2 separate regions of the Sus scrofa genome follow, and region 2 is linked to region 1. The links are chromatin contacts, called in public Hi-C maps. All regions are on one chromosome and are shown on one strand. The core of a region is the stretch at or near the end of the contact, and the rest is flanking DNA. Distances in the headings are between cores, read along the strand shown. Region 1 holds the start of SQLE (squalene epoxidase). Region 2 holds the start of NDUFB9 (NADH dehydrogenase [ubiquinone] 1 beta subcomplex subunit 9).

Evidence for each region. A called contact is a pair of places that touch in the nucleus more often than the background predicts.
Region 2: a contact with region 1 is called in a Hi-C map of liver, with 4 times the contacts expected there. The contact joins the promoter of NDUFB9 here to the promoter of SQLE in region 1. A contact is called at or near these places in 2 of 47 Hi-C or Micro-C datasets (heart right ventricle and liver) and 1 of 2 datasets of contacts at active chromatin or transcription factors (alveolar macrophages).

The regions. Positions count from the first base shown.
Region 1 is chr4:14,697,610-14,701,291 of Sscrofa11.1, forward strand. SQLE (squalene epoxidase) reads right to left here and starts at 2,104. Exons shown (of 11, transcript NM_001101026.1): 1 at 1,349-2,104. The coding sequence starts at 1,639.
Region 2 is chr4:15,111,298-15,114,979 of Sscrofa11.1, forward strand. It overlaps NDUFB9 (NADH dehydrogenase [ubiquinone] 1 beta subcomplex subunit 9), which reads right to left and starts at 1,984. Exons shown (of 4, transcript XM_013996497.1): 1 at 1,828-1,984. The coding sequence starts at 1,928. TATDN1 (TatD DNase domain containing 1) reads left to right here and starts at 2,049. Exons shown (of 12, transcript NM_001244525.1): 1 at 2,049-2,074. The coding sequence starts at 2,053.

The DNA of each region.
Region 1 (3,682 bases), core at 854-3,353:
CTTGGGGTGGATTTACAAGGAGATCCTGCTGAGCAGCATGGAGAACTATGTCTAGATACTTGTATTGCAACAGAACAAAGGGTGGGGGAAAAAAATGTATACATGTAAGATAACTTGGTCTCCATGCTGTACAGTGGGAAAAAATTAAAATAATAAAACAAGGAAAAAAATAAAAATAAAATATAAATAAATAAATAAGTAAAAACCAGGAGTTCCTGATGTGGCTCAGTGGTTAACGAATCTGACTAGGAACCATGAGGTTACGGGTTTGGTCCCTGACCTTGCTCAGTGGGTTAAGGATCCGGCATTGCCGTGAGCTGTGGTGTAGGCTGCAGATGCGGCTCGGATCCGGCGTTGCTGTGGTTGTGGTGTAGGCCGGAGGCTACAGTTCCGATTAGACCCCGAGCCTGGGAACCTCCATATGCCACGGGAGCAGCCCTAAAAGTGGCAAAGAGACAAAATAAAGTAAAATAAAAAGTAAAAATCAAATATTATTACTCCCAGCCTCTTAGGAAAAAGTCTAAATAGCCACGGCCAACAGGCCCTAAATTTCCTGGCCTCAGTGACCTCACCCCTCCCTTCTCCCCCTATTGCCCGCCTCTGCTCCGGTTGCAACTGATCATAATAACTTCACCCGTATTTAAAGACCGGCCTGGAGTTCCCGTTGCGGCACAGTGGTTAACGAATCCGACTAGGAACTGTGAGGTGTGGGTTCGATCCCTGGCCTTGCTCAGTGGGTTAGGGATCCGGCGTTGCTGTGAGCTGTGGTGTAGGTCGCAGGATCCCGCGTTGCGGTGGCTGTGGTGTAGGCTGGTGGCTACAGCTCTGATTAGACCCCTAGCCTGGGAACCTCCATATGCCGCTGGTGAAAAAAAAAAAAGACCGGCCTTTGATTTAGGAACTGGACTGAACTGCAAACATCAACTAGTCACTCACAATGCAATCCTTACCCAAGGATAATAAAACAAACTTTTTTCTTCTCCAATCACAGAAAGTGATTCTGCTCTAGAGATTCCAACATTTCCTTATCTAGGGATTTCCTAGGGATTCAAATATTTCCTTTCACCTCTCATAATCAAATCAACATCCATAATCAAATCGATTTCATTTAGCATGGGCTCCACCAACTGCTAAATGAAACAAAGGTTTTCAATCAAGCCAAAGAGCATCAAAGATGTCGCCAAGGAACAGTCAAGAGCTTAAAACCCAACTGTATATAAGAAATCACACCAGAGTATCTAACCGACTGCCTTTCGCCCTTTAAATTGCAATATTTACATTTGAGCGACCCCGATCCGGATTTTAACATTAGACCCTCACCCATTCGCCCACTCTGAATTCAACCTACCCTCCTAGACCCAAGCTGCTCTTTCTTTTCTGAACCAGTGGGGGATTTGGCCCAGAAGAAGCCAATTAAAGGCAAGGCTGACAGAATATCCGAGAAGACGGCGAACTGGGAGCCGCTCTGCTGGCGCCCGAGGAGGGCCCCATTCCGGTAGCGACAGCGGTAGGACAGCACCAGCCCCAGCGACAGGAATACCAGCACGCCCAGCAAGAGCTCCTTGTTGGCCAGAGAGACGAAGTCCCCGCATTTCTTATAAAAATAAGTGAAGGTGGCAATGCCGAGAAAGGTCCACATGGTTTAAAGGCTTCTTCGGTGACACCGGGTCAACGGTGAGATCCTCTTTTTTTTTTTTCCTGGTTAAAGTTTTGGTGCTTAGATGTTCTCCCCAAAATGTGTTGTCCAAAAAAAGCGCGGGGAACCGGCCAAAGTCCAATAAACACAGTCACAGGATTACAATTCAAATCAGACTAATTTACAAAATCATTAAAAAAGTAAAAAGTACTTGAAGAGGAGTAAGTTGTCCCGGATTTAAAAAGCTGTATTTAAAAATCAGCTGCTCCAACAGCTCCCGATCAGGCTCTCCTCTTTTAAGCAATCCGTGTGTTTACTTTTTTTTTTTCTTCTTTTTTTTGAGGAGGGAGGCGGGCCCTAGGGGTTACTGTGGATGAGGTCCTAAATTTTGACGGTGGCCTTTCGTGCTGTAAAATTGCTCTTCTCTCCCACCAGCAGCAGATGCCCTTTCAGAAGAGGAACAGGGTGACAAGTATCTTGCGCTGGGAAAAACGCGGCCGCGCCACCTCCGACAGCGACGGTCCAGCCTGGGCGGAAAGCGCGAGGGCTGCCGGCGGCGCGGAGTGAGTACCTCTCTTCCCTGGGACCGCCAAGCTCGGGGGAACCGCAGGTCTGCTTTCTCCCACCAAAGACGACCTCGGACTCGAGACTGCAGCTCCGGCGCTGGGAAGCGCAGCCCCCACCTCGAGACCTCCACCAGCCCCGGAACCTTCCAGCCGCCGAACGGCAGTTTCCAGAGCGCTCCCCTCAAAAGGCGGCGGCGGCCCCCCACGGCCTCCTCACCAGCATCCCTCGCGGACCGCAGCTGTCCTCCCAGCGCTGCGCCCCAGCGGTAACCAGAATAACCGCCTGGTGCCCTTGATGGTTACCGGACTCAGAGCGCCTTAGAGGCGGCTGGGCTCCGCCCTGGCTAGGGACCGGAGGGGGCCCCGCCCACCGTCACCGCCCATCGCTGTGGCCAGCCAATGAGGACGCGCACCTCGCGGTAGGCCGAGATGGCGCTATGCCGCGTTTGGCCAATCGCAGGCGGCACGGCCCCCGCTGTGATGCCGGACAGGCGCTAGAACTACGTTGCGTGGTGTGAGGTGGGAAGGCGTGCGAATGGATCCTGCTGTCCGAGTGGGAGGGTGGTAAGGTGCATGGCTGGCTCCGGAGGGAGTGGGAGTGGAGTAGGTTATACCCCGAGTCTCGTGGCCCCAGCCGCTGGGAGGTGGAGGTGGTTCCGAGGAAACCCCTGCCGGGAGGTCCGCCACCCTCTGTCTAAACATCTCCATTCATTCCGCGAGGTTTTGTGGACCGCTTACTACGTGCCAGCCCAGGTTTCACAGAGATGAAGTAGGCCAGCCTTTCTGTCCTGTGCCAGCTGTGTATAGGTGATGGTAGAAGGAGCTACAGGTGCGTGGATAAGATGACATTCAAGCTGAATCTGGAAGAAGGAGTAGGCGGGTGTTTGCCGGAGAAAGAAAGGAGAGGATGTGCCAGGTGTTCGCTTAAATCACCCCAAATTGTCAGGCATCTGTGAACGTGTTAATGTGCTAGGGCTAGAGGTCCACTGATGCATTAGCCTCTGTTCTCTCAAGATCAGAAATGGGGAGAGGGGTGCAGAGCAAAGAAGTAAACTAAACCGAGGTGTGTCATAAGTGCCCTGGGTAGGTATTTCCTGTCGTGACTCAGTGGAAACCAATCTAAGATCTGGCACCTGTAACTCTGATTTGACCCCTAGCCTGGGAACCTCCATATGCTGCATATGCTTGCCTCTGAGCAAGTTACATGAATTGCTCCAGGACAAGCATTCCAGAAGAAACAGTAAAAGTGTGTAAGAGTCTCAGGGTGAGAGGTGGATCCTCCTTATTACGAAAAGATGAACCGTCCTAAAATTTATTGAGGCCTAAGACCCGTGCCTTTGCTACCTTATTGTAACCCTGGCCTGCCTATTTGAAACTCTAAGACTAATGTACGAATCCCTTCTGCCATTTGGAGCACAGCTGAATTGTCACCTCTTCTACCAAGTCTCCATTGACTCCTACCAAGTCACATAGTAATTTA
Region 2 (3,682 bases), core at 734-3,233, 410 kb after region 1:
GGTTACCCAAACTTTACATAGCAATAACCAAGGGACTAGGACGGACCCATGCAGAACAAACAGCACTTTGAGGGCAAATGGAAGAAAAAAAAAATCAATCAAGTACTGGAGAAAAGATTTTAATGAGACTTAAAGAAATGCTAAATTAGTTTTATCATAGTTACTACTTTATCCTTTCTTCTTAAGACTGAACTTTTTCTAAGATGTAGAAATTTTTTTTTTTTAAGGGCCACACCTGTGGCATGTGGAAGTTCCCAGGCTAGGGGTTGGATGGGAACTGGGACTGTCGGCCTATGCCACAGCCGCAGGAACGCTGAACCCTTTAACCCACTGAGAGAGGCCAGGGATCAAACCTGCATCCTCTTGGATACTAGTCGGGTTGGTAACCCACTGAGCCACAACAGGAACTCCCTCAGATTAAAATTCTTTTTTTTTTTTTTTTGTCTTTTTGCCATTTCTTGGGCCACCCCCGTGGCATATGGAGGTTCTCTGGCTAGGGGTCGAATTGGAGCTGTAGCCACTGGCATACTCCAGAGCCACAGCAAAGCAGGATCCAAGCCGAGTCTGTAACCTACACCACAGCTCACAGCAATGCTGGATCCTTAACCCACTGAGCAAGGCCAGGGATCGAACCCACAACTTCATGGTTCCTAGTCGGATTCGTTAACCACCGAGCCACGATGGGAACTCTATATGTAGAATTCTTGACGGCTCAACTTCCTTCCTTTTTATATAACTGATAATTCTCCATGTTATCTATTTGTTTATAGGTCCATCTTCCCCATTTATCCACTAGTTGCTACAGATGAGAAAGAAGCCTTATAGGCTTATTTATGCATCAGTCAGCATACACCTGGAATGCAAATTCTGTCAGATGAATGAATAAGGAGAAATTAGGGAAGTAATTAATCTTACAACCTTGAACCTGGCCATCTTCCTACTTAGCAAAGAGAAGTAGGTCAATGACTTTACAATAAGCCCATATATGCAATCAAGGATCCTTTCCACAACTCTTCCAGATGTACTCAGTTTCTCATTGTTTAGAGGTTTTTCTCAAAGGCCCTTCTTTGTGGGACAAGGTTTTAGGATTTGGCTAAGGGAGTGGAGGTCTGGCATTCACACATTTTGGGTTGTCACCCCACCATGCATTGCGTGTAGGTCACAAAAATCTGTATGTTTTATGAATATGTTCTATGACTAATCTTAGATGAAGAGAGAGAGATGATGAGAATTCATGCAATGTGAAGATAATAAAAAGGAATGGATGAAGCTAAAACAAGAAAAGCTGATGGGAAGGATAATGATGCTTTGTGGTTAAGACACCTGAGTTTTAATCCTGGCTGGCCACTTACCAGATTCAGGGCCTTGAACAAATTACTCTCTAGCTTCTCTCTCCTCATCTATAAAATAAGGCCAAATAATCCCTAACTCCCAGAGTTGTGAGGACAAGAGAAAATATGCATAGATTATTACTGCTAATATTAGGAACGAGAAGGTCATGAAGAAAACTATTACTTAGTGAACGCCGGAGGCACTTTCTTAATCGACATGCCACCCTCGACACTGGGTCCTGTGTCCATTTTCCTGATCAGAAAAGTGAGGCCTGGGCCAAATAAGCAATTCTTCAAGGTCTCGCGCACCTGCGGGCGACGAAGTCTGCATTCGAACCCGGGTCTACGCGGGGGCTCTGTGGGTCGAGACGTCGCCTTCCACCCCGTTCCCGAAGTCCTTGACACCTCTCTCCCCTCCCCCCGGGTCACTAGGGCCTTTCGGCCTCCGTGGAGGCCTCCGCCTCACCTCCCCGCGCCGTGGGTCCCCCTCTCTCACCTGTGGACGCACCACGACTCCAGGTGGCGCAGCGCCCGCTTATAAAGCCGCAGCACCTTCTGCTGGTGGGTCAGGTAGGCCGCCGGCGCCGAGAAAGCCATGACGGCCCGCTCACCTTCAGCGGCCGCGGGCGCTGCCGGAAAACGAGGGGTGGGGCTTCCCCGGAAGGGCGGGGCGAGCGGCGGCCACTTCCGCTTCCGCCGGGGAGGAGCCAGGGCTGCAGTCATGAGCCGGTTCAAGTTCGTGGGTAAGACTTTTCCTGGATCTTTGGCCTTGCAATCCTCAGGCGTCGCCCACCGCCGCCGGAGGGCCCAGGATGTGAGCTCTCCGGCTCTTTGCGGGTTGAAAGTGCACCCTATGGAAGAGGGCGCGGGGAGGTTTCTGGGTGCTAATAATGTTCAGGATCGCGGTTTGGGTGCTGGCTTCACGGGTGTGCTTATTTGTGGAAATTCACGAGCTGCATTATGATTTATGCTTTTCCCAGCATGCGTTGTATTGAATAAAAAGATAAAAGGAGGCAGAGCTACCAAAAAAACCCCAGAAGGCCAGTCCCTAGCTGACCCTCCATCCCTTCTGCACCTCCCGCCTTTTCCCGTCTCCGCGGTGGAGAGGAGGATAGCTTCGAGGCACCCGTTTATTCGCTAATTCGTGCGTTCATATCGCAGTTACTGAACGACCCTGGTTCGACCCTGGTTTGCCCGGCACCGGCCTAGGAATACAGGCCAGGTCCCTGCTCTGCTGTCATCCCCATCTGGTGGGGAAACTGACGGCATAAATAGCGGGAAGAGAAACAAGTTCTATTACCTGACAAGTACGGTAATCCATTCAGCATGGGTAGAACAAGAGAGGGAAAATGCGACAGAAACTAAAGGAATAAGCATACTTGTATCAGGCATTTACAAGTATGGGACAGTGTGAGAGCTAGGATTGGAAGGGTAACTTGGGACTCGAATGTCTTGATGAGGTTAATTTTACTGTGTATAGAGTAGAGCCTCGCTGAAGACTTTTCACCAGGAGCATTCATTAAGTAAATCATTGAGGGCCAGTACATATTGGGGGCCCTGGGCTATGGGATACAGCAGTGGGTAAAGCTGGGCATGATCCTTGTTTTTGTGAAGTTTCCAGCTACTTGAAGGTGGAAAATGACAGTGATCACATCTCTGCTTTAGTACAGTAATCCTGACAGCTGTTAGGTTTGGTGGGGCGTAGGGAGAGGCAGAGAAGCATTTCAGAGCTTGAACTACGACACCGGAAACGGGAGAGACAAAGAGAAGAGAGATACGTATGCAGCGTTTAGCAGCTGAGTGTTTATGTCAGATAAAGGAGAGAACAGAGATGATTCAGGGTTGGGATAAATAACCTAAATGTGAAATGGAAACGTAATGGGAGTGGCTGGGTGCTACAGCAAGATCCGTTTGGATTCGGTTAAGTTTCAGACTCTTATAGGACCTTTTGGGTAGAGATATTTACTGAGCAATTGGAAATGTCTGGCACTCAGGAGAGTGGTTAAGATTATAAATTTAGATCTGAGAGTTAATTTAAGTGACATTTTTTACAAAGACATTGTACTAAGTATGTGGAATTGTAAAAAGAATCTGGGGAGTTCTGCTGTGCTGCAGTGAGCTAAGAATCCAACTGTAGCAGCTCAGGTCGCTGCTGAGGCCAGGTTAGGCCCCCAGCCAGGTGCAGTGAGTTAAAGGATGCGGTTTTGCCGCAGCTGCAGCGTAGGTTGCAGCTGCAGCTTGAATTCAATCTCTTGCATATGCTGTGGGCGTGGCCACTTAAAAAAACAAAGAATCTCATGGTATAGTTAGTTTTCACACAGGAGGGTCTGTACAGTCAAAAGCAAGGGCAG